Regions from separate parts of the Xenopus laevis genome. Here region 1 is linked to region 2. Evidence: chromatin contacts called from public Hi-C data. All regions are on one chromosome and are shown on one strand. The core of a region is the stretch at or near the end of the contact, and the rest is flanking DNA. Distances in the headings are between cores, read along the strand shown. Region 1 overlaps tacc1.L (transforming acidic coiled-coil-containing protein 1). Region 2 has its middle 32 kb from the start of plekha2.L.

Evidence for each region. A called contact is a pair of places that touch in the nucleus more often than the background predicts.
Region 1: a Hi-C map of the XL177 cell line shows a contact between it and region 2, with 4 times the contacts expected there. A contact is called at or near these places in 2 of 4 Hi-C or Micro-C datasets (the XL177 cell line and the XTC cell line).

The regions. Positions count from the first base shown.
Region 1 is chr3L:141,436,934-141,443,950 of Xenopus_laevis_v10.1, reverse strand. All of the region lies in intron 1 of tacc1.L (transforming acidic coiled-coil-containing protein 1), which reads left to right. Among protein-coding and RNA genes, the nearest start is that of tacc1.L, 12 kb to the left of the region's middle.
Region 2 is chr3L:141,382,667-141,389,835 of Xenopus_laevis_v10.1, reverse strand. No RefSeq gene overlaps it. Among protein-coding and RNA genes, the nearest start is that of plekha2.L, 32 kb to the right of the region's middle.

The DNA of each region.
Region 1 (7,017 bases), core at 3,106-5,605, 51 kb before region 2:
GCAACGACCAAAATGTCCCTGTCCACATTCTTTATTAAAAACACACAGAGGGAACATTCTGGCATGAGGCCTGACTGTCACTTCTCTAATCTAAGACACTGAGCCCACAAGCTTCTATGGGGAAATCCTTTTACACTTTTGTCAGAGGGAAAGGAAATGAATAATATATAACCCACCGCTTTCCCACAACCTCTGAACAGCTCATGCATGAGAACCAGATGTGCTTACACTCTAAATAACATTGCTCTGGTGCTGCGCTAAGATAATTAGGAGCAATGGGAGAGTTAAACAGTGCCATCTGCTGGTGAAATCACGCCGGTGCAACCATTGGGAGTTACAGAAGTATATTCTGTATTTTATAAAAATTTAATAAAATATTTTATAAATATTGATGTTATTTTGGGTGAATTTCCCCTTTATTAGCATGTATTTATAAAACACCAACATATCCCACAATGGGAGCGTTAAACAGTGCCGTCTGCTGGTGAAATCACGCTGGTGCAACCATTGGGAGTTACAGAAGTATATTACTGTATTTTATAAAATTTAATAAAATATTTTATAAATATTGATGTTATTTTGGGTGAATTTCCCCTTTATTAGCATGTATTTATAAAACACCAACATATTCCACAGTGTTGTACATTAAAATCACTAGTTTTTGTGCTGGGGGGAATGAGCTAATGGGGTGACATTTATATATAATATATTAAGAGTATCCCTAAAAGGGGTGGTTCACCTTAAAGTTCACTTTTAGTATGTTATAAAATGACCAATTATAAGCAACTTTTCAGTTGGTCTTCATTATTTATTTTGTATTGTTTTTAAATTATTTGCCTTTCCAGTTTTTAAATGGGGGTTACTGACCCCATCGAAACGAAATGCTCCGTAAGGCTTGGAATGTATTGTCATTACTACTTTTTATTACTCTTATATAGATTTCTTTTCAGGCCGCTCCTATTTATTTTGCAGTGCCTTATTCAAATCATTGCATGGTAGCTAGGGTAACTTGGACCCTAGCAACCAGAAAGCTGAAATTGGAAACTGGAGAGCTGCTGAGTAAAAAGCTAAAAAACGCAAAAACCACAAATAATAAAAAATGAAAACCAATTACAAATTGTCACATGGAACCACCTTTCAGCAGATGCACGCAGGCAATTTTAAAGAGGTTCTTCACCTTTGAGTTAACTTTTAGTATGATGTATCCAGGTTTCAGGAATATGCAAGGGAACCATTCATCATTCACCCTGAATCTCCCCTTAACATACTTTAAAGCTGAATCTCATCTAAGAATATATTTAGGGTAGGACATAGGCAGTCTCCCCCCCCCCCCCCAAATCGCCCCATGTATTGTTTAGGGAGAGGGAGCCAATAGCATTTTCCGATTGGTCATTTTCTGACCAGTCTGACCACCAAGTAGTCAAGGAAGTTGTCAGGAGAAAGAAAGAGGCTGCTCTGATGTTCTTCTGATTAGGAAAGATTTGAGAAAGGTTTCTATTTTTTTTCTAAGCAGAAGAACAACAGAGCGCCTTTTTCGTTCCAGGGCTATATTTCCATAGTGGACACCCCTATGCCCGCTGATGTCCATCAACCCCGTCCCCTTCCTTTTATTTCATCATCAGGACCGGAGCAATGGGGATTGGTGCATGGGAAATCCAAAAAATTATTATTTATCTCCTGCGCATGCCCAGTGTTTCTGAACCAATGTGGGCACATTTTATGCTTCTTATACCATCCTTATATAAGGATATATATACAGTATATATATATTTCATTTTGTATTATTACTTCCATTTGAAATATTAATATTCGGCTTGTTGTGCCATTCTACTACTTTATCCCCGCTATCATCATTGTCCTCTAGTACTAGTAATAATAATAATAAAAATAATAATAAGCTCTTCTGTGTGTAAATGTAGGGTCTAACAATGTGGACTAAATGTGGACTAAGAGAGGAGAGAAAAATCTGCTGTTACCATGGAAACAACTGTCATTAGCTATAAAACAGACAGATGACCTAAACTGCCGCCTATAAATGGCAGTGCAGCAAATAAGGTGTTTTATTGGAAGACAAGGACAGGAGAATGGGGAGAACAAGTTCAATGAGCAACAGGGAGAGAAGCAAAACTGAAGGACAGTTCGCAGAGTGAAAGCAAAGTGAAACTGAACTAAAGCTCCCCATAGACGCGACGATTCTTCTTGCCGAACGACCGATTTTAGGGAAGTCCGACCAATCCTTCAAAATTATCGTGCGGTTAGTGGGATTCGAACGATCGTACATCTTACGATTTTTCGGCCGACATCTGTCAGGAAATTGTTCGGCCAGGTTAAAAAATCTTTGTCGGCCCCATCTATCTATGTTTGCAGGGCCAAGCAGGCAGCTCCCCTTTGTTTTCCTGGCAAATTGGTCTTTTTAGTTGATGGTAAATTTGTACGATCGTTCCGAGATAATCGCGGTCTCACGATGAGGATCAGATCTTTTAAAAATCTCAACATCTATGGCCAGCTTAAGAGAGATGAAATCTAACAATGGGATGTACAGGGCTATGACATAAACAGAACCAAGGAAATCTATTCTTACTCTGTGTGGTTGGCTGAAATGTCCAGCAGGTGGTGCTGTTGTATCAAATTCATTATATTGGCAGTGTACAAAAGTGTGACTTTCTGAAAACTAGAAAGAAAATGAATGTCAACTGCAACAACTCTGAGCTTTAATTAGTTCTGAAGGTAAATCATTTCAGTATAAGGCAGCACACGCAGACGAGCATCATTTTTATAATGTGACGAGACCCTTCCCACCCGTGTCGAGCAGCTGCTCTAGGACATATTGCACTGCCCTAAAACAAACGTCTCTTGGGAAAGGGGAAGTCAGCATTGCAGAGCGAGTTTTCTATGAAAGCAATCGTGTACTTAAAGGAACAGTAACATCAAAAAATTTAAGTGTTTTAAAGTAATACAAATATAATGCAATATTGCCCTGCACTGGTAAAACTAATGTGTTTGCTTCAGAAACACTACTACTATAGTTTATATAAACAAGCTGCTGGGCAGCCATTCAAAGGAGAAAAGGCTCAGGTTACACAGCAGATAAGCTCTGTAGAACATAATGGTCTTATCTGTTATCCACTATTTAACCTGTGCCATATAGGCTTTTTTCAATATCCACCATTGCTACACAACAGCTTGTTTATATGAACTATAGTAGTGTTTCTGAAGCAAACACATCATTTCTACCAGTGCAGGGCAACAGTACATGATATTTTCATTATTTTAAAACACTTTAATTTTTTGGTGCTACTGTTCCTTCAATACGTGACATCCCCCTTGCCTTCTAGGGTTACGCTCATGGGCCATGCACTCCAGGGTGCAACTGCTCATACTGGCTCCTATGTAAAATAGTAAATCTGTGCAAGTTTTCTGTTATTTAGTATTAGACCGACCACTGGGGGCACTGTTTCTTCAGGGGCTTTGGATCAGGTCTTGGCAGAGAAAACATGGCAGCAACACAGATAAAAACATGTTCATATATATATATACGACCAGACACTTGTCAGCAGTTTATTATCAGAGTAATTGGGTCTGTGCCCAAAACTGTGACTCTCACAATTCAGTAACTGATCAGGGCTCAGGAAGGTATGGATCAGGCAGAAAATGTTATCAGCCAACGATCACAATAGGAAGATGATGCAGCTCAGCAGTGACCCCCTTGAAGTTGGACCATCCTCATGTAACCCACTGCTGGGACCCCTAGGGCTTAGGGCTGAGGTTCTTGTCTCACCAGGGAGGCTGGAATCTTGGGAGAATTCTAATTTGCTGGCATTGATTATCCTGGAAATACAGCCTGTGGGTGATTTGGGGTGACATTTGGGACGAGCTCCTCTTTGCTGTAATACATAATAAGGGAATAGTTGCCCTTTAACACTCTGCTCATTGTGCTTCATAGTGCACGTCAGGGATGTCCCATTAGTAACTCTCTCACTGTTGTTGGACTACAACTCCCACAAGCCCCTCCAAACTACCTACTGCCGTACACCCCAGTTCCGCAGATGTAGGCCGGCAGGTTGATTCTCCCCAGTGTAAGCTGCACGCCCCCAAAATATCACAGTAACCATCACCCATTGACAGGATGTGTTTATTTCCTCTCTCAGGGGCTGAGTAATAACAAACATGTTCTTATATACAGGGAAGGGTTCAGTACTGGGCTGTGCAACTGGATGCCTGGGGGCTGCATGCGCCTCTCCAAAAATTCCTTTATCCTTTACGGCTTTATCAGCGCTTTAATAGGATCTGCCCTGCAGGTGTGTTGGGAGAATGAGTAACGGGGACCCTAGGGATTAGAGATAGAGTGTGTGCAGTGAGGCCAGAGATTGACAGGGAAAGTGGGGGACAATGTGTATAGTAAGACAATACTGCATCATGGGGAGGGGCTGCTTCAGCCATTCAGTTATTTTATAATTAATTCAATAACAACACTGCACAGACACATAAAGAAAGTGTTTGTGCTATAGTTGTTGACAGAGAATGCCTCAGCAGGGGTAACCAGCATGGCATCTCCCACTGATGTATACAAATTCAAACATGAATGAATGAAAGGGAATGTTCTGGGCACATTGTAAGCTCTGTGGTCATTCTTCAAGGGAACATAAAAGGGAGATAATCCCCATTTTCCCTTTATGTGCTGCTGCCTTGCAACTTCCCTGCCCAACACAGTGGAACAGACCACCCCCGCTGATAGGGGAGACGTATGTGGATCAGCCTTTTGTGGAGGAAAGAAGATCTGGCACCTCCCTGCATCTCACATGGATTATGGCACATAGTGATGTTGGGCATCTTGCCCGGCACTGATGTGAGCGGGAATCATGGAAAATACAATTTCAAGGCAGATTATTTCTTGACTGAAAGCACACGTGAGTTTTCAGGAAAGGATCGCCCATAAGAAGAAGCTACTGGGCCCCACAGTAAAATTATTTAATGGCCCCATAAACTTTGGGTTTAAAGGAGAAACAAACCCCTTATTAAAAAATACGTTACCCCCCTACCCCAAAAAGACACCCCTCCCCCCCTAGCTGCTACCCCAGGCAAATGCCCCTAACTTTTTACTTAACCCTCGGTGCAGATTCAGGGAATCAGAGTTCACGGCAGCCATCCTCCGGGTCTTCGTGTCTTCTTCCGCCGCTTGGGCAATATTGGCGCATGCGCAGTTGTCGCGAACCAGGATATTGCTCCAACATGAACATCCGACATGCCGGTCTCGTTCTCAGATGACCAAAGACCCGGAAGATGGCTCCCCTGAACTGCGATCCCTGAGTGCTGTTCTTAGATCTACCAGGCAGCTGTTATCTTGTGTTAGGGAGCTGCTATCTGGTTACTTTCCCATTGTTCTGTTGTTAGGCTGCTGGGGTGGGGGAAGGGAGGGGGTGATATCACTCCAACTTGCAGTACAGCAGTAAAAAGTGACTGAAGTTTATCAGAGCACAAGTCACATGACTGGGGGCAGCTGGGAAACTGACAATATGTCTAGCCCCATGTCAGATTTCAAAATTGAATATAAAAAAATCTGTTTGCTCTTTTGAGAAATGGATTTCAGCGCAAAATTCTGCTGGAACAGCACTATTAACTGATGCCTTTTGAAAAAAAACATGTTTTCCTATGACAGTGTCCCTTTAACACAACATGTTTCGAGCTGTGGACTCTTCAAGAGACATTTATTGTGCTTTAGCCCAAGGCATTGCTTATCTATAGACTGGGCCTAATCCACCTTGTAGCTGCAACAAGTTCCCCCTAACGAGACAGGATTGGGTTAAATGTCTAAACAATACACAAAAAGTGGAAGTGGATGTGGGGTGAGTGCAGCTGGTTATCAGGAAGCCTGGGGCCTATAGGCAGCTGCACATCCAGGAGCTCCTTTTGTTCCTCTTCAGCTCACTCCCCTCCTTGTTTGTTCTCTATTTTGTTGCGGCTGAACTATTCCAGCCAAGAGGGGAGGAGATGAGAAACTTGTTCACTTTGATGTATGTGTGTGTGGGAGGTGGAATCCTCCTCTGTGCAGAGTTTGTTTGAAGGGGGGGGAGCTGGGGACCACTTGATATTAGGCTGTCGGGGTACCCCAGAGACATGTCACAAAGTAGTTTAATATACAGCCTCTTGTGTTTAAACTGCAACCCCCAGCATCCCCTGAAAGCTATTGGTAAATGCTTTCTAATTGTTATATACCGGATATATATATATATATAGACAAGGGGTTGTTCCACCCTGGGGTATAAATCTAAACGAATACAAATCCCAATTGGTGAAAGACTAATTAGCCAGCCGTTAAAGACAATTAGCAGCCTGGCTGCGCAGAAAGAAGCAGCATCCAAAGGAATAGTTAATTACCGAGGCAAGATATAGAATGGCAATGTGCCATGCCACCCAATGACTAGCCACAGGCCAGGACAGCAAGTTGGTAGGGGTGACATGCAGCCGCTTGCTGAGGAGCACTGGGGACGCGCAGGACCCCAGTGCTCTGGTGCAGCGGCTCTCGCTAGAGCGGTACAAGTGGCGGACGATAGGCCTAGGGACGCTTGCCACTGAAATCCGGCCCTGACTGGCCACCATAACACTATGCACTTAGCATTCTTGTACTGGTTGTAGTTCAGCTGTGCACAGTTTGAGCTCCCATGTATGGTGAGGACCCAACCCCCAGGAGCTGTGTTGCATAGGAGACCTCTCTGTTTAGTGGCGCCACACAGTTGCTGAATTTAGGTGAGACCTAGGCCCAGACTGGCAATCTGTGGGTTCTGGCAAATGCCACAGGGGCTGCTGTAAGATCCAATAGACAGTCACTATTTATTGGGCTGGTGAGGGGATGTTTTGGCCTCTGTGTACTTGTGAAGACCTATTTTAAACCCCAGTACAGTCAACTAACTATGCAATAATATCTATGCTCTGTGCATTATTATATTTATTATTATTATTATAATACACCTCGATACCAATGAGCCATTGCGCAGCATGTAAAGTCTCCCTTCAGTGTCA
Region 2 (7,169 bases), core at 471-2,970:
TCTGATGGTTAAGCTTTGGAAAACTCTTCCCAACCTGTTATTTTTTTGTTGGGGTGCCCCAAGGGTCTGTCTCAGGGTCTCTTCTTTTCTCTCTCTACCTTCGCTCTGTTGGTGACTTCATCACACACTTTGGCTTCTCCTATCACCTTTATACAAATGACATTTAGATATTCATTCCTTGCCCTGATCTGAGTCCTGCTATTCAGGCTAAAGTCCCACAATGCCTCACTGCTGTAGTGTCTTGGATGGCTCCACCTGAAACGTAGCAAGGCTAAACTGCTTATATTCCAACCTAAATCTGGCCTCCTTCCTCAATTTAACATTTTAGTCTCAATGTCACCCTACATCCAGTCTCCCAAGGCAGGTGTCTGGGTGACACTCTTGACCCATCTCTTACTTTCTCAGACCCCTTGCATCCCTTACCAGAACATGCTGATTTTTTTCTAAGAAACATTGCAAAAAGATGTCCCTTCCTCTGCTCCTCAACTGCTGGTCCAGGACAGAATACTGCTGGTCTCCCTCCTTTCTCTCTCCTGGCTCCTATGAGCATTAAGTACAAAATTCTTATCCTGTCCTTCAGAGTCCCGCATTCTTCTGACCCATTCTATACGATCTTCTCTCTTCTCCCCATATAATCCCTCCCGGGCTCTTCACTTAGCTCAGGACAATATTGTGACAATACAGTTCTCCAAAGCAGCACAAAATAACTTTCTGCTTGATTGTTGCTGGAAAGGTCTACCTCCTTGGGTCAGAAAAGATCTCGCACTAACACTCTTCTCAAAGCTCCTTAAAAATCACCTTCTAGGGAAAAGACTTAGCTAGTCTCCTGTACAGCAACATAGCATTGACCTATGCACTTGTTCACCACCTCTTTATGTCTGTCTGCTCTTCCTAATAGATAGTAAGCTACAGTGACCCTAACAACTGGGAATTTGGTTGACTGCCCTTTTAAAGGATAAATAAGAGAAAGCCTCTCTTACCCCTACCAGTGTGTACCTTCCTGTCTTGAGGCAAATGGTGCACAGTCTCAAGCAGCCCCAGAGAGCAGGTCGGTTTTTTCCCGGTGTCCCACCGGCTGAGTCCAACACTGTAAATAACTAATAACAATACAAATCCAGCCGTATAAACTTTATGGCTGCCATCATGTGGGTTTTATTAGGTACTGCTTGGAAATTAGTACACTACAGTTAAGGGTTCTGGGACCTTGGGGTTTTCTGGATAATGATCCTTCACTGCAACATTGGTGTCCTATGTTGTAAAGAACATACCCATCTTGGTTCTGCTCCGAGTTACAGGTGACATCTATTGTATAATATATTGAAAGCAAATGTCTGATACCTATGAATTACTCCTACATTGGTGCAACATCCATGTTAGTTCCAGGGACTTTCAAGGTGATCCTTTTTCTTTCTGGACCACACACCACATTCTACACTTACTTCACTGAAACCTTTTCTTGCATCAGGGGAAATGTGGGAGGGCAGCGCAACCTGTTTAACCAGTTGTTCCTCACTTGGGTAATCGTTATTCCATCCTGATTATTCAGCAGGGTAATTTGTATGTGTACCTAAGGATTATCTGTGAGGTCTGTGGGATCATGAGACCGTATACGGATCGGAAGCTGTTGCTGGAATGGCTGCTTTACTGTATAAGGATTATGTCTTGGCACGTAGCGTAAATTGTGCAGCCAGGGAGTTCCTTTATATGAAAATGTATGCATGAAGCTGCCTAGCAACACGGGCAGTGTGACCAGGTTTAGCAAAGGAAGGGGAAATAATACTCATGTGCTACCAGTGCATGGCATGCTCACAGTGTCACCTAAAAACAGCACTGAAAAAGAACTGTCCAAGAAAGTGTTAAATTCTTAGACTAGTTCCTGACCTATTGAATTTGGCCTGGGCCTTTGGATTTTTGATCCCTTGCTGCCTGCAACGATCTCCAACCGCAATTTCATCTCACCCCATCATATTGTTGCCTTATTAATGAATCCGTGCTGGCTTGGACTCCTGAATTTAAATAAGTCCTCCAATGGAAAGCCGTCTATTGGTAGCCCACCCAAACAAAAATTGCACCCACTCTGTTTTGTTGAAGTGGGGGTTGAGGAGATGTATATTCTGTTGATTATTCTGTGGCTTTAGGAAACAGTTCCATTTCATGACCATCGTTCCTGGAATAATTATTTGGCATATGTCATCATGATTTGCTTTTGCCTTTTCAGTCACCCCTTACACTTGATGACCTGGGCTCCAAATATTCAGCCTGTGGCACTACTGGTAGTACTAAGTAACTAGATACCCTAATTCTGCTGTTACTTGTTTGAACATGGGTTACACCTGACTGCTTACACAAAGTCAGGGCCATCACAATACATTCTGGAGGAGGCATATATTTCATGTCTGAGTACATACAAACACACCAAGCCCGATGTAGAATTATATCACTTTACTTACAATTTAATAGAATTCAAGGTTGAATCCATAACAAAGATACAAACAGTAAAGAACAGAAGTATGCCTTGGCTCTTTGGGCACCTCTTGAAATGTTCATGGGAAAACTTATTACCCCTACACTGGTGATGGTCACTGCGGTACTTCAAGTCCTTTCACATCAAGGCTCTAGATACTTGAGGTTATCACCCCACACCAGAGTTTTATGACAGTGGATAGTCCCTTGTATTTGACATTAAAAAACTGCAACCCAACTTAAGACCTACCATCAAAAACCTGATCTTGTTGCTCACGTTACATTGTTTTTTTTTTCCGACAGTTGCTTTTCTATCCTGGCATACAAATGCAGATTTCAGGCAGTATATTAGTGCTTAGAAAGTGGTCAATTATTCTTAGGAGGTCTGTGTTTTGTCTATAGCACCCCCCCCCCCGGGCATGAAGGAAAGGTTTGGGTTTTTGCTGATGTCACAAACATTTGCAATGGAGTAAACATCCCTGGTGGAGCAGAAACATGGTTCAAAAATGTATTTAAAAGAGAGGAACGCACTAAATACTGTATTCAATTAATTGAGAAAAAATGTATCTCATGGTTTATCATGTATAAAATTAAAGTTCGCACACACTCCCTGGCCCTTCCTCATCTCCTGGAATCTGGTGCTCAGTCCTCTAGGGAGACGGCCTTCCCATGAATCTACTGGATTATCATGTGTAAACTCATGGCTGAAATTCAATTTGAGGAGAAAAAACTGTTCTCCAAATTCAGTACCACTTTTTTTACCATAGACTTCAATAGAGTTTTCACGTGGTAAACAGTTAGATACGTTTTTTCTGAATTGAGTCTCGTCCATGACTTTTCACAACCTTTTCTCACTGAACTGAATGTGGCCCAGTATATGGTAATCCCTCAAAGGGCAAATTATTTTATATAGGATATGATATGAGTGCAAATTGCTGGAACCTTTATAGGACTCGGGTCAGATGACTTCAATGTCTCTAGTTAATAAGCAATGTAGCCAGTTCCAAAATAAAAAAAAAAACCTGCAAGGTACATAATTATATATTTCAAAGATGCATTAAAGGAGTAGTTTGCCTTAAAATTAACTTTTCATGAAGACAATTGTATTGAAAACATGCCGTACACAGGCTGATAAAAGCTGCTGACTTATCCACCCCAAACAAAATCAAGCTTTTTAAACTTTGTATGGGCTCTAGAGAGAGCCTACATGACTGTTATCTGTCTGAATGTCAGCTCTTCAGATGAGCCCAGTAAATCCCAAATGGGCCAGAGATTGACTCATTTGGTGAGAAAGTGTATAGCCAGTTTTAGACTAGTCTATGGTTGCCCAAATCTTTGCTACATGCTTGGAGCCATGGGGGCAGCCATTCAAGCACAGGATACACAGTAGACAACAGATAAGTACTACTATAGTTTATATAAACAAGCTGCTGTGTAGCCATGGGGGCAGCCATTCAAGCACAGGATACACAGTAGATAACAGATAAGAATCCCATTGTATACTACAGAGATTATCTGTTATCTGCTATGTAACCTGTGCCTTTTTTCCTGAATGGCTGCCCCCATGGATATACAGCAGCTTGTTTATATAAACTATAGTAGTACTTATCTGTTATCAACTGTGTATCCTGTGCTTGAATGGCTGCCCCCATGGCTACACAGCAGCTTGTTTATATAAACTATAGTAGTACTTATCTGTTATCAACTGTGTATCCTGTGCTTGAATGGCTGCCCCCATGGCTACACAGCAGCTTGTTTATATAAACTATAGTAGTACTTATCTGTTATCTACTGTGTATCCTGTGCTTGAATGGCTGCCCCCATGGCTACACAGCAGCTTGTTTATATAAACTATAGTAGTACTTATCTGTTATCTACTGTGTATCCTGTGCTTGAATGGCTGCCCCCATGGCTAAACAGCAGCTTGTTAATATAAACTATAGTAGTACTTATCTGTTATCTACTGTGTATCCTGTGCTTGAATGGCTGCCCCCATGGCTAAACAGCAGCTTGTTCATATAAACTATAGTAGTACTTATCTGTTATCTACTGTGTATCCTGTGCTTGAATGGCTGCCCCCATGGCTACACAGCAGCTTGTTTATATAAACTATAGTAGTACTTATCTGTTATCTACTGTGTATCCTGTGCTTGAATGGCTGCCCCATGGCTACACAGCAGCTTGTTTATATAAACTATAGTAGTACTTATCTGTTATCTACTGTGTATCCTGTGCTTGAATGTCTGCCCCCATGGCTACACAGCAGCTTGTTTATATAAACTATAGTAGAATTTATGAAGAAAACAATTGTACCAGTGCAGGGTAACTGTACATGATATTGTCATTCCTTTAAAATACTTTCATTTTTTTGGTGTTACTGTTCCCTTAAATACTAATTCAGAACTAAGCAGTCCTCTGAGTTAGATTTGAGGCATGAGCGTGCCAACACCGTCCCTCAGAAGACACCTTCCCATTTGATGGATTTATTTGAGAATCTTTGGCTTTTATAAACAGCAGGTTGCGTTCAAGTGTTCCAGTTCTTTTTAAGCTCTTTGCCCCACCATATTGATATTACTTGCGCTAATCATATATAAACATAGTATTGGTTTCCTTTTTTATTTTTATTGTGCCATTTTATAGAACTATTGTATTGATATTTGCAAGGCACGCCTTCTAGATCACTGAATTGCTCGTCTGTAATTAAGCCTATTTGACAGATGACTTTATATATGCCAGCTTTAATTATAACTATATTGCAGCATACATTTCTACATCTGGATTAAAGGATGTACATTGCCAAGAATAAGAAATGAATATCTGAACATTTTTGCAAATTATTCTTCTCTGTGGAACAAATGCAAAATATGCATTTTTAATGTTATTTCCAAAAGAGGGAGCTGTGGATTAACATTTCTATGAAATACATGAGAACGTCCCAAGGCCTGTAGGGCTGAGTGCAAATTGTCAGAAATAGTGTTTAAAGGTCAGTTGAAATGGGCTTACAAAGTGGCATATTAAAATAGAAAGTCATGAACTCAGGATCCAGACTTTACTTTCTTGGTTCTCACTGGGGGTAACAGAATAAAATTCACAACTTTTGCTCAGGGTTTTAGTAACCAGTAGTAACCAATCAGCACAGCCGTCTGTGTGAAAGCAAACACTTCACTGGTTACTAAAAGGTTACTAGGCCTGGTGCAAACTTAGAACTTAAATACATTACCCTATTACTTTTCTCTCATACCGTTTGCTCCAGGGGGGAGGGTGAATTTTTTTGGAGGGAGACTATAAATGGAAGATTATATTTATATAATAATATTTTTTTGGGGGGGAAGCTACGGCACCCTTAATTTTCTTCCTCTTCCTATGTTCTTCCCACTTTCTAACCTGATTGCCTCTTGTTGTCCTTTACTTTGTACTATTATTTTTTGCCCCTTGTGCTGTGCTTGATAAGTCACGTCTCTGTTGCTACCAATCTATTGACTGGTACCATTTATCCCTACACTCTTGATTGACTTTCTGAAGACCTTTGTATCCAAAGCTATTGCACGAAAATCTGTGTGCCTCCTATTCCCAAATAGTGGGGCATTAGCCCCTACAGTTAAAGACTACTAGGTAAGAAAAATAGCTAATGCACTAGTGCTATTCCAAACAGTACTGCAGAATTTAAAAAAATATCATATAGTGACAGTAAAAAAGTTGCATATGCATAAGAAAGACCACCAACAACAGGATTTTTAGTAAATTAAATAGTGTTTTATTCCATGTACAACCAACATGACGTTTCGAGGGGGATCAAAACGTCACGTCGGTTGTACATGCAATAACACACTTTTTCATTTATTAAACATCCTGGTCTTTCATATATATATATATATGAAGATCCTATTGTATATCATACCTAATATATTGGCCAGTATGGTTTCTGTAACCTTAATGCAGGTGTGTGGTTATAAACCAACAGTTTGCATATTAATATTGGTCCTATGAAAAATATAAGTATCTTTCACTTAGCTCTCAGCATATGCAACTCCTGCTTTAATTAATTCCCTCTCACCTAAACAAAGCTACATGTGATTCTGCCCTAGGGTTGCCACCTGTCCGATAATTTGAATGGCTGCCCTGGCCAAAACCTCCTGCCTGGTTTTCCAAATAAGGAAAACCGGGTAGGATTCCCCATGATAACCATAGTAGCAAATTGTTGGTTCATTGGCTTAATGAAAAGACATTTAGGACATTATTAGTAATACATATTAAGTTAGGTTGAAAAAAGATACATGTCCATCAAGTTCAACCTTTTAACTCGTTTTTTGTAACCTGCCTAACTGCCAGTTGATCCAGAGGAAGGCAAAAAACCCCATTTGAAGCCTCTCCAATTTGCCTCAGAGGTGGAAAAATTCCTTCCTGACTCAAAACTGCATGTACAATTGAAGCTGATTCCTGATTAGCCCCATGTAAATAGACCCGAAGAGAATGCAAATAGATGAAAGATGGCACTCTGCTGCGCTGCTCTGTCTTTTAGGCTGCGTTTTTCATATAGGAGATTTCATTTAATACAGTGTATGGGGAGGGAGAGGTGAGAGGGACTGAAGCAAGGCAGTTAGAGGAAAACTATACCCCCCCCCAAACAATGTAGGTCTCTATACAAATACATTGCATAAAACAGCTCATATGTAAAACCCTGCTTCATGTAAATAAACAACTTTTTT